2 separate regions of the Callithrix jacchus genome follow, and region 2 is linked to region 1. Evidence: chromatin contacts called from public Hi-C data. All regions are on one chromosome and are shown on one strand. The core of a region is the stretch at or near the end of the contact, and the rest is flanking DNA. Distances in the headings are between cores, read along the strand shown. Region 1 overlaps LOC144578448 (a long non-coding RNA gene). Region 2 holds the start of ZC3HC1 (zinc finger C3HC-type containing 1).

Region 1 (5,068 bases), core at 1,621-4,120:
CCAGGAGGAAAAGAAAAAAAGATGAGCATCATTTAAAAATTAATGTATTTAAAATAACGTACAGAAAAAAAACATGTCTATCATTATCAGGCTTCGTTCTGAATGGAGTCTTTCCCCCTGATCCTTAATGTAAAGACCCTGTGCTATAACTTTCAAAGCCATTCAAATAAGAATGCTCAACTGTGAACCTAGAAGTAGGTGTATAAATATCTTTAATCAGTATTACTTGGAAAATAAACTATAACAAAAACATTTTTAAAAATAGACTAAGAAACTTCACAGAATGATCTCAAGGTAAGAAACACACTATTGGTTTCAGATGTCAGTTTTTGAGAGATTTGTTACAGATTGAAAGGGAAGTGAGTGGCTGCAGCAGACACTGTGACCAACTCTCAAATCATGATCGTGCCTTGAGTCATGTCTGAGAAACCAGTAAACAAATTCTTTCACTTTGACTGCTGGATTATGCTGCTCAGACCCATCTGCTCTGCACCCATTCGAAGGCTCCATCACACATTATTTTGGAAATGGTCATCCTGAGTCAGACTGAGTAGTCACAGTTAATGACTTTGGTTTCCCTCTCATCTGTTTTTCACTCAGTCCTATGTATCTATCCCATTTTTTTTTTCTTTCCTCAGAAATGCCTGACCACATCATCCTAAACAAGAAGGAAATTTCCATGTCAGTGGAGGGACCCCACTAAGGATAGGGTGCCGTGTCTCTAAACCGAGACATGTTAGAGAATGAAAGGTGACCACGTGAACAGCTATGCTGGGACAGTAGTAAACTGAATACCCCAGCTAAATAAATAAACAAAACACATGTGTAATGGTGGTCAGCTTCATTAGTTATCAAAGCAAAAACAGAATGAGACCATCATACACTCACCAGATTGGCAAAAATTAAAAAGTACAACGATACCAACCATTGGTAAAGACATGCAGCGGCTGGAACTGATGGCATCGGGAGCACATTTTAAATCACTTTTTTTTTTTTTAATCTCAGCTCACTGCAACCTCTGCCTGCTGGGTTCAGGCAATTCTCCTGCCTCAGCCTCCTGAGTAGCTGGGATTACAGGCATGCGCCACCGTGCCCAGCTAATTTTTTGTATTTTTAGTAGAGACGGGGTTTCACTATGTTGACCAGGACGGTCTCAATCTCTTGACCTCGTGATCCACCCACCTCGGCCTCCCAAAGTGCTGGGATTACAGGCGTGAGCCACCGCGCCCGGCCTTAAATCACTTTTGAAAACAATTTCACATGATCTAGTGTAGATGAACTTGCATGTAACCTACGATTCAGCAACTTCACTCCCACGAGATAGGTACTACAACATTTACGGAAGCAATGTTTCCCAAAGCCTAAAACTGAAAACAGTACAAATATACCTTAACATTAAAGTTGATACATGTATTATTTATCAAAAATAACTGACTGATTAGTTGATTGAGTGGGTCTCACTGTGTTGCCTAGGCTGGTCTTGAACTCCTGGGCTCAAGCAATCCTCCTGCCTCAGCCTCCTGAGTAGCTGGGATTACAGGTGCATGGCTGGCCAAATAGATACATTAAAAAACAGCTACATTCATCAATAAAGATAAACCTTTTAAACACTTCACTTATTGAAAGAAACAATTTAAAATACTGCCACTTAGTAAGTTCAAAATAGCTAAAACTAAACAAAAATATGTGGTTTGGCGTAAAACTGTACCTAAAAGCATTGTTCTTATTAACCGCAAAGTTAGGATGGTGGTGAGCTCCCTGGGAGAGGGAGAGCTATAAAGGAGAGGCCTCTAAGACCTTGGAATTATTTTATTTATTAACCTGGGTGGTGGTTATGCAGAATTTATCTTTCAAAGTAGAAAACATTGCATAGACAGAATGATATAAGAAGTGTGATCGAGGGCCAGGTGCAGTGGTTCACACCTGTAATCCCAACCCTTTGGGAGGCCAAGGTGGGCAGATCACTTGAGCCCAGGAGTTCAAGACCAGCATGGCCACCATGGCAAAACCCTGTCTCTACAAAAAATACAAAACTTAGCGGGATGTAGTGACACATGCCTGTAGTCCCAGCTACTTGGGAAGCTGAGACATAAGAATCGCTTGAACCCAGGAGGTCCAGGCTGCATTTAGCCAAGATAGCACCACTGCACTCCTGCCTGGGTGACCAAGCAAGACCCTTTCTCCAAAAAAAAATTTTTTTTAAGTGTAAAATGTGTGATAGCTGTTAGAGCTGATTGTCTTCTGGGCATCTATATGATTATTTTTTGTGGCTCTCTGTGATTGGGTAGGGCCATGTACAGTCTGGCCAATAACTTGTGATCAGAGGTGATGCATGTTGGCTGTACATGGAGGCTCACGCCTGTAATCTCAGTACTTTGGGAGGCCGAGGCAGGTGGATCATTTGAGGCTGGGAGTTGGAAACCAGCCTGGCCAACATGGCGAAACCCCCTTGCTACTAAAAATATAAAAATTAGCCAGGCATGTTGGCAGGCACCTGTAATCCCAGCTACTCTGGAGGTTAAGACAGGAGAATTTCTTGAACCCAGAGGCAGAGGTTGCACTGAGCTGAGATCGCTCCACTGCACTCCAGTCTGGATGACAGAGCTAGACTCTGTCTCCAAAAAAGAAAAAAAAAAGGAAAGGAAAAAGGAAAGGGAAGGGAAGGGAAGGAAAAGGAAAAGGGAAGAGGGAAGGGAAGAGGGAAGCAAAGAGAAGGGAAGGGAAGGAGTTATTTCCAGGCCAAGAGTTTGGTTGCCTTTGCAGCACCCTCCAGAGCCTTCTTTCCCCAACGTGGTGACTGGCATTGTTCCAGGCACAGCAGCTGCTCCCTCAGCTCAGAGTGAGGACAGCATGGACTGGGGTCCTCAGCCAACCTGCAACCTGCAATGTACAGTGAGCAAGAAGTAAACTTTTGTTGTTTTAAGCCACTGCAATCTGTTGCTATAGCATGACCCTGCCTTTCCTGATGGTAAAGAGAATGGAAAGGAAGGGGTGGGTTCAGGGAAGGCAGGCAACATTTAAGAGGAGATCTGGTTAATGAAAAAAAGAGTTAATCATGGAAAGAAGTGAAGAAAGAGCATTCCCGCCAGAAGAAACTGCTGAATACTATAACCCTGCAGTGGGAAGGAATTTTAAGCAACATAAAGAATACCAGTGAAGAATGTAATCAGAAAAGAAGAGAACAATAAAAAATGTGATCAGAGGGCCAGATGCGGTGGCTCACGCCTGTAATCCCAGCACTTTGGGAGGCCGAGGCGGGTGGATCACAAGGTCAAGAGATTGAGACCATCCTGGTCAACATGGTGAAACACCATCTCTACTAAAAATACAAGAAATTAGCTGGGCATGGAGGCTCGTGCCTGTAATCCCAGCTACTCAGGAGGCTAAGGCAGGAGAATTGTCTGAACCCAGGAGGCAGAGGTTGCAGTGAGCCGAGATCGCGCCATTGCACTCCAGCCTGGGTAACAAGAGCAAAACTCCGTCTCAAAAAAAAAAAAAGTGATCAGAGAGGTTGGCAGGGACAAAAGCATGTACACACTGCAGCCTGTGGTCAAGAATTTGGAGTTTCCTCCTAGGCAGCCATGATGGGTTTAGTTCGGAGGATGATGTGATACAGACCACATTTTAAAGGGGGGTGATTCTTGCTGCCATGTGGAGGATGTGTTGGCAAGGCCAAGCATGGAACCATGGAGCCCACTTAGAAAGCAGGTACTGGTGAGAGATGATGGTGCCTTGAACTGCAGCGGCAGCAGGCAAAATAGAAGTAACATTTGGGGAATGTGTTTAGCAGGTGCACCTGGCTGAAGGCAATCAAGGGATCCCAGAAGACCCTACGTTTTTCAGTTGAGCACCTATTTGATGCGGCTGTTTACTGAAATGGGGGCAAATGAGAACAGGCTTGAAGAGAGGGAATGAAGTTCACTTTTGCTGTCTTAGCTTTCATATCCATTAGACATCCACGTGTGGGTGTTAAATGAACTACTAGACAAACAACCCCATTTCTCAAGGGAACACCCAGAACTGAAAATGTCTACATTTGGGAGTCGTTAGCATGTAAATGATATTTAAGTCAAGTGATATTTAGTCATTAGATTAGATAATCTAGAGAGGGAATTTATGTATTTATTTATTTCTCTTGAGATGGAGTTTTGCACTGTCGCCCAGGCTGGAGTGCACTGGCACGATCTTGGCTCACTGCAACTGCTGCCTCCCAGGTTCAAACGATTCTCCTGCCTCAGCCTCCCAAGTTACTGGGACTACAGGCATGTGCCACCACACCTGGCTAATTTTTGTATTTTTAGCAGAGATGGGGTTTCGCCATGTTGGCCAGGCTGGTCTCGAACTCATGACCTCAGGTGATCCACCTGCCTCAGCCTCCAAAAGTGCTGGGATGATTACAGGCATGAGCCACCGCACCCAGTCTAGAGAGGGAATTTACACAGAAAAAAGGATGTGGAAATAGGTGAAAAGACACAAATATGTGGTCACAAAAGCCAAAGGAAAAATGTATTTTGAGTGCTTTTGAGAGGTCGAGTGAGACATGAATAGTGACAGTATTTTAACATGGAGGCTCTCAGTAGCTTTGACAAGAAAAGCTTTAATGGAGTTAGGGAGGGGAAGGCCAGATTGAGGAAGCTGAAGAGAGTATGGAAGAGAATGAAGAAATAAGGGGAATTATTGTAAGTTTCACTCTGATAGGGAACAAACGTGAGATGGAGCCTGGGCCGCGTCCTATGGGAAGGGCAGATTTTCCTTCTCTTAAGATGGGAGATGCTAAGGTGTGTTTATTTGCTGATGCTGCTGAGTAGGCAGGAGTGAACTGAACACAAGGAGATGATAGGTTAATTCACAAGGGAAGAGATGGGTCTGATCCAAGGAGAGATCTTTCAACCAAGGATGGGAAATGCAGGCAGGTGTTGGTCTTACCGATGAGACTGCAAAGGAGTGCTCTTTAATTGTGGCTATTTTCACTGAGTTATGAACAAAATAAATGGAATAATACTTGATGAGTACTAAATAAAAACTGAATAAAGACCTAAAACTGCATATTGGAAGGATCCCCATGAAG
Region 2 (4,967 bases), core at 1,097-3,596, 750 kb after region 1:
TTCCTGACCTTGTGATCCACCTGCCTCAGCCTCCCAAAGTGCTGGAATTACAGGCGTGAGACACCGTGCCCAGCCTCAAGAATAATGTTTTTAATGCATAAAATAAAATGTGTAGGATTACAAAGGAAATGAATTATATTGAAATATAGATATCAAAATATTAAAATAATTAAATTTGTAATCTAGTAAATTTTTTTTTGAGTCAGGGTCTCTTGTCTAGGCTGGAGTGCAGCGCAGCAATCACGGTTGACTGCAGCCTCAACCTCCTGGGCTCAGGTTATGCTCCCACCTCAGCCGCCTCAGCTTGTAGCCACGACAACTCGTTAATTTCTGTGATTTTTTTTTTTTTTTTTTGAGACGGAGTTTCGCTGTTGTTACCCAGACTGGAGTGCAATGGCACAATCTCGGCTTACCGCAACCTCCACCTTCTGGGTTCAAGCAATTCTCCTGCCTCAGCCTCCCTAATTTCTGTGATTTTTATTGAGACAGGGTTTCGTCGTGTTGTCCAAGCTGGTCTCAAACTCCTGAGCTCAAGAAAATCTGCACACCTCAGCCTTCCAAAGTGCTGGCATTACAGGAGTGAGCCACCGCACCCAGCTGTGATATAGTAATTAATGTGCCTCTGTAACACATTAAATAACAACTCAAGCCCAGGCACAGTGGCTTATGCCTGTAATCCCACCACTTTGGGAGGCCTAGGCGGGCGGATCACCTGAGGTCAGGAGTTCGAGAGTAGCCTGGCCAAGAGAACAATAACCCGTCTCTACTAAAATACAAAAATTACCTGGACATGGGGGCACACACGTGTAATCCCAGCTACTCGGAAGGCTGAGGCAGCAGAATTGCTTGAGCCTGAGAGGCGGAGGTTGCAGTGAGCCAAGATCGCACCATTGCACTCTAGTCTGGACAACAAGAGCAAAACTTGGTCTCAGAGGATGAGTTCCTGGAAAATCTAAACTGGAAGACCATGAAAAGAGGAAGAAATGATCAACCCCTGTGGGGCCTACTTAACTTTGAGACATTCTCTATTGTTCCTTATTCCCGCCCTAATTGATAAGGCCATTGGAATTTGTAACTGACCTTGGTCAACCTCCTGACTCCACACCCTATGACCCCTCCCAGGTTGCAAACCTACGACCACTTCTCAGCTTGCAAAAAAACGCCCTAAACTATAACTTTCTACTGCCCACCCCAAACGTATAAAACCAACTCCGATCCCACTGCCCTTTTCTGACTCCCTTTTTGGACTCAGCCCCAGGTGAATAAACAGCCATGTTGCTCACACAAAGCCTGTTTGGGGGGTCTTTCCATTCAGGGCGCACATGTTTTAACAGGAGGATTCTGTACAGATTTCTTCCCTATAATCTCATCCATCTCAGTTCCAGCACCTCACTGTCTCAGGAGAATGTGCAAACTAAATTAGGTTCTCCTATTACAATGTTGGTGCATCCTTGGAGCACTTGTAATCATAATTTTGAAACAATAGGAAAATGTATTTGATATCTAACTCCACCAAGACCTACAGCTCCTTTGCTCACTACTGTCATTGCCAGTGCCTATAATCAATAGGACACTTTTGGTTGGGCACAGTGACGTATGCCTGTAATCCTAGCACTTTGGGGGGCTGAGGAAGCGGATCACCTGAGGTCAGGAGTTTGAGACCAGCCTGGCCAACATGGTGAAATACCGTCTCTACTAAAAATACAAAAAAAGATTGCTGGGCGTGGTGGCACGTGCTTGTAATCCCAGCTACTTGGGAGGCCGAGGTAGGAGAATCATTTGAACCCGGGAGGGGGAGGTTGCAGTGAACCAAGGAGATCGTGCCACTGCACCCCAGCCTGGGCGAAAGGAGACAAGAGCGAAACTCTGCCAAAAAGAAAGAAGAAAAGACACTTTCAATAAACATTTGTTGGACAAAGGAAGGAAGGTCAATAGTGTCAAATGCCACAGACTTCTAAATCCACCCATAACACAGTTTCCAATAAGGATTCTAAATTATTTGCTCTCAATTACCGTTTCCTTGCCTGTAAAAAAAAATGCAACTAGTTTAAGTTAGTATTACTTGAAAACTAAGTTGGGCCCCTCATCCCTGCTGAATTTGGAGAGACAGCGTTCTAAATATGTCTTAACCTAGATACGCTAGTTGATAAAGGAAACGACTAATTAAGAGTGTCCTAAACCCTACAGCCCTCCTTAAACAAGGTAGCTCTAAGATTCCAACGCGGTCAGGGAGGCGGGGGTCCGGCGATTACACTTCCCCCGCCGCGCAGCCTCCAGAGGCGGATATTAGCCGCCCAGGACGGAAGTTCCGGAGCCTTCAAACCCTCGGGGAAGCAACTCGGCAGCGGACCAAGATGGCGGCGCCCAGTGAGGGATTAGCGTTTGCCATGGGGGTTGAAAAGAATTGGGGTGCAGTAGTTCGCTCCCCAGAAGGAACCCCCCAGAAAATCCGGCAGCTGATAGATGAGGGGATCGCCCCGGAAGAGGGAGGCGTGGACGCGTGAGTTAATGAGTTAACCCTGGGTCCAGCGTTGGAAAAGTGGAGAAGGCTTGGGAAACACAGGCCTGGAGAGGGGGTAGCGGGTAGGGAAGGTCCCCCTCGGTCGGCGACTCGGGCAGTGGAGGCTGGCTTCTCAGGATCTGAAAGATACTGGGATTACTATGTTTGATTGGCTTTGATCTTCCCCTCGGGATGTACTGGATTCATAATCATAACCGAAATTTTGTCATCGGACATTATTTTTGGAAGGAAAAAACGAGGACCGTTAACTGAATGAGTGCGCCTGACTTCTTTTACTTGGGGATTCTTAACCTTTTTCTTGTGCCGTGGACCTCTTTGGCTGTCTGGAGAAGTTTATGAACTCAGAATTTTTGTAAATGCTTAAAGTAAATTACATAGGACTGTAAAGGAAACCAGTTAGATTGGAATGTTATTATCAAGATAGTAAAAGAAAAAAGTTATTGCAGTAACATATTAAAGAGTTCATAATATCTAGTAGTATGTCTAGTCAACCATAATTTTGAAGTAGTGTTGAGCACAAAGCTATTTGAAAATGTGCAACCACCATAATGTTGGGAACATTATTTCCATTGGTGACAAATTAACTGGTACTGCTAATACTAATATGGTATTTTTACTTTCGTTCACAATTGAAGAAAATGCTAAATCTTGTCATTTAGAGAGAAATAAGTGTCATTTTTACCCATCCAAGTTTATGGATGCTGTAATTTTTTTCCCCCTAAGAACCACACCCCCTTGAGGCTCTCTGATTCTCTGAGAGTCTTAGAAAGAATTTCTTTTTTTTTTTCTTGAGATGGAGTTTCACTCATGTTTACTAGGCTGGAGTGTAATGGCGCAATCTCGGCTCACCACAACCTCTGCCTCCCAGGTTCAAGGGATTCTCCAGCCTCAGCCTCCCGAGTAGCTGGGATTACAGGCATGTGCCACCATGCCTGGGTAATTATGTATATTTAGTAGAGACAGGATTTCACCATGTTGGTCAGGCTGACCTCTCCAATTCCTGACCTGAGGTGATCCGCCCTTGTTGGCCTCACAAAATTCTGGGATTATAGGCGTGAGCCACCGCGCCCGGCTAGAATTTATGTCTTTGGAGCTATGATAGTTGATGTAATCCTATTTTTATTAAAATAATGCTGGTCTTTCAGCACTTCCCCAGGCACTGCTGAAATGCCTTCCACTGAAAATGAGATAATTGCTTTGCTGACTTTTTTCTCCCTAGTTTTTTTTTTTTCATGAAATCTCCTGAAGATCTTTCCTTTATTTGAATTTTTCTAATTGGTACTTTTTTTTTTGGAAGGAGTGGGTATCAAAGGTCTTTCCAGGTAGAAATATCAAAATTGTTTTTTCTGCTGTTAACAGATTTCTGAAGAGATTCAAATTGTATAATGCGTATCTGAAGCCTTGAGTCTTATTTTCTGTTCACTAAAGTTATGCAAAATGCTTGTGGAGAACAGTGAGTGAGTGAGGAGAATAGTTTGCTAGGATGAGTGGAGCCCTGTCGAGGTAGAACTTGGTTGAAGTTAGGTATGGCTAAACTGTAGAGTTCTGAATGCCAGACTGAAAATTTGGGGTTTATTTATTAAGTATTATAAAACCATTGCAAATAATAAGCCGAGGAATGACATGAGTAAAATGATTTTTAGGAAGCTTAAAATCCAGTATTGGTATGATTTATGATACGACGCATAGAGAACCTACATGGATAATATTTAAGCAGAGGGATACTATGAAAGGCTTACCAATAGTTTTGCCACTTTGCGTTAGGAAGGACATGTCTGCCACATCCCAGTCAGTTAATGAATCACCCCAAGTGGAACAGTCTTCATTGGAATCTACAAGCAAAGAAGCCTTCTTTAGCAGAGTGGAAACATTTTCTATATCCTTTTTTAGTTCATGTGAATTGCACTTTCTGCCTGCTTCTAGAATTCCTCCAAGGTATTACTCCAAGGTATTTAAAATTCTTCAAGGTTTAAATTTAAGAATCAAATCCTTATTTCTGGTGGTCCTGGTATAAGAAGAATCAAATCATGCTAAGAAATTGTATAGGAAACTCAGCATCCTAATATGTTATCCCTCAAAGGGACAATTGAGATTATCTAACCTTTTCTTTTTACTGAAGAAAACACTAAGAGCCTGAGAAAAGAAGAAATAACAACTAATACTTGTACATAGTATGTTTTCACATATATTATCACATTTGATCTTGACCTTAAACCTATGAAAAAAGCATTATTATACTTGTTTTACAGAAGAGGAAACAGTTTGGGGCAGGTTATATGACTTTCCCAAGATGAACCTTTAGCAAATGACAGATCCAAGATTATAACCTAATGTTTTTTAGATTATTAGAGACTATACTACTATACTGTCTCTTTCTAGATTTTCCTTTGTGTATTAGCTACCCTTTGCTGCATAACAAATTGCCCTAAAACTTAGTGATCCTAAA

What was found. A called contact is a pair of places that touch in the nucleus more often than the background predicts.
Region 2: a Hi-C map of skeletal muscle shows a contact between it and region 1, with 5 times the contacts expected there. The contact joins the promoter of ZC3HC1 here to the enhancer-like site in region 1. A contact is called at or near these places in 2 of 3 Hi-C or Micro-C datasets (both in skeletal muscle).

Annotation. Positions count from the first base shown.
Region 1 is chr11:116,408,176-116,413,243 of calJac240_pri, forward strand. All of the region lies in intron 3 of LOC144578448 (a long non-coding RNA gene), which reads right to left. Among named protein-coding and RNA genes, the nearest start is that of KLF14, 100 kb to the right of the region's middle. Within about 2 kb of position 2,871, at least 1 of the 16 cell types and tissues checked has an H3K27ac peak or open chromatin away from gene starts, as enhancers often do. A contact at or near this core is called in skeletal muscle, where this site is marked.
Region 2 is chr11:117,160,546-117,165,512 of calJac240_pri, forward strand. ZC3HC1 (zinc finger C3HC-type containing 1) reads left to right here and starts at 2,347. Exons shown (of 8, transcript XM_078343766.1): 1 at 2,347-2,500. The coding sequence starts at 2,464.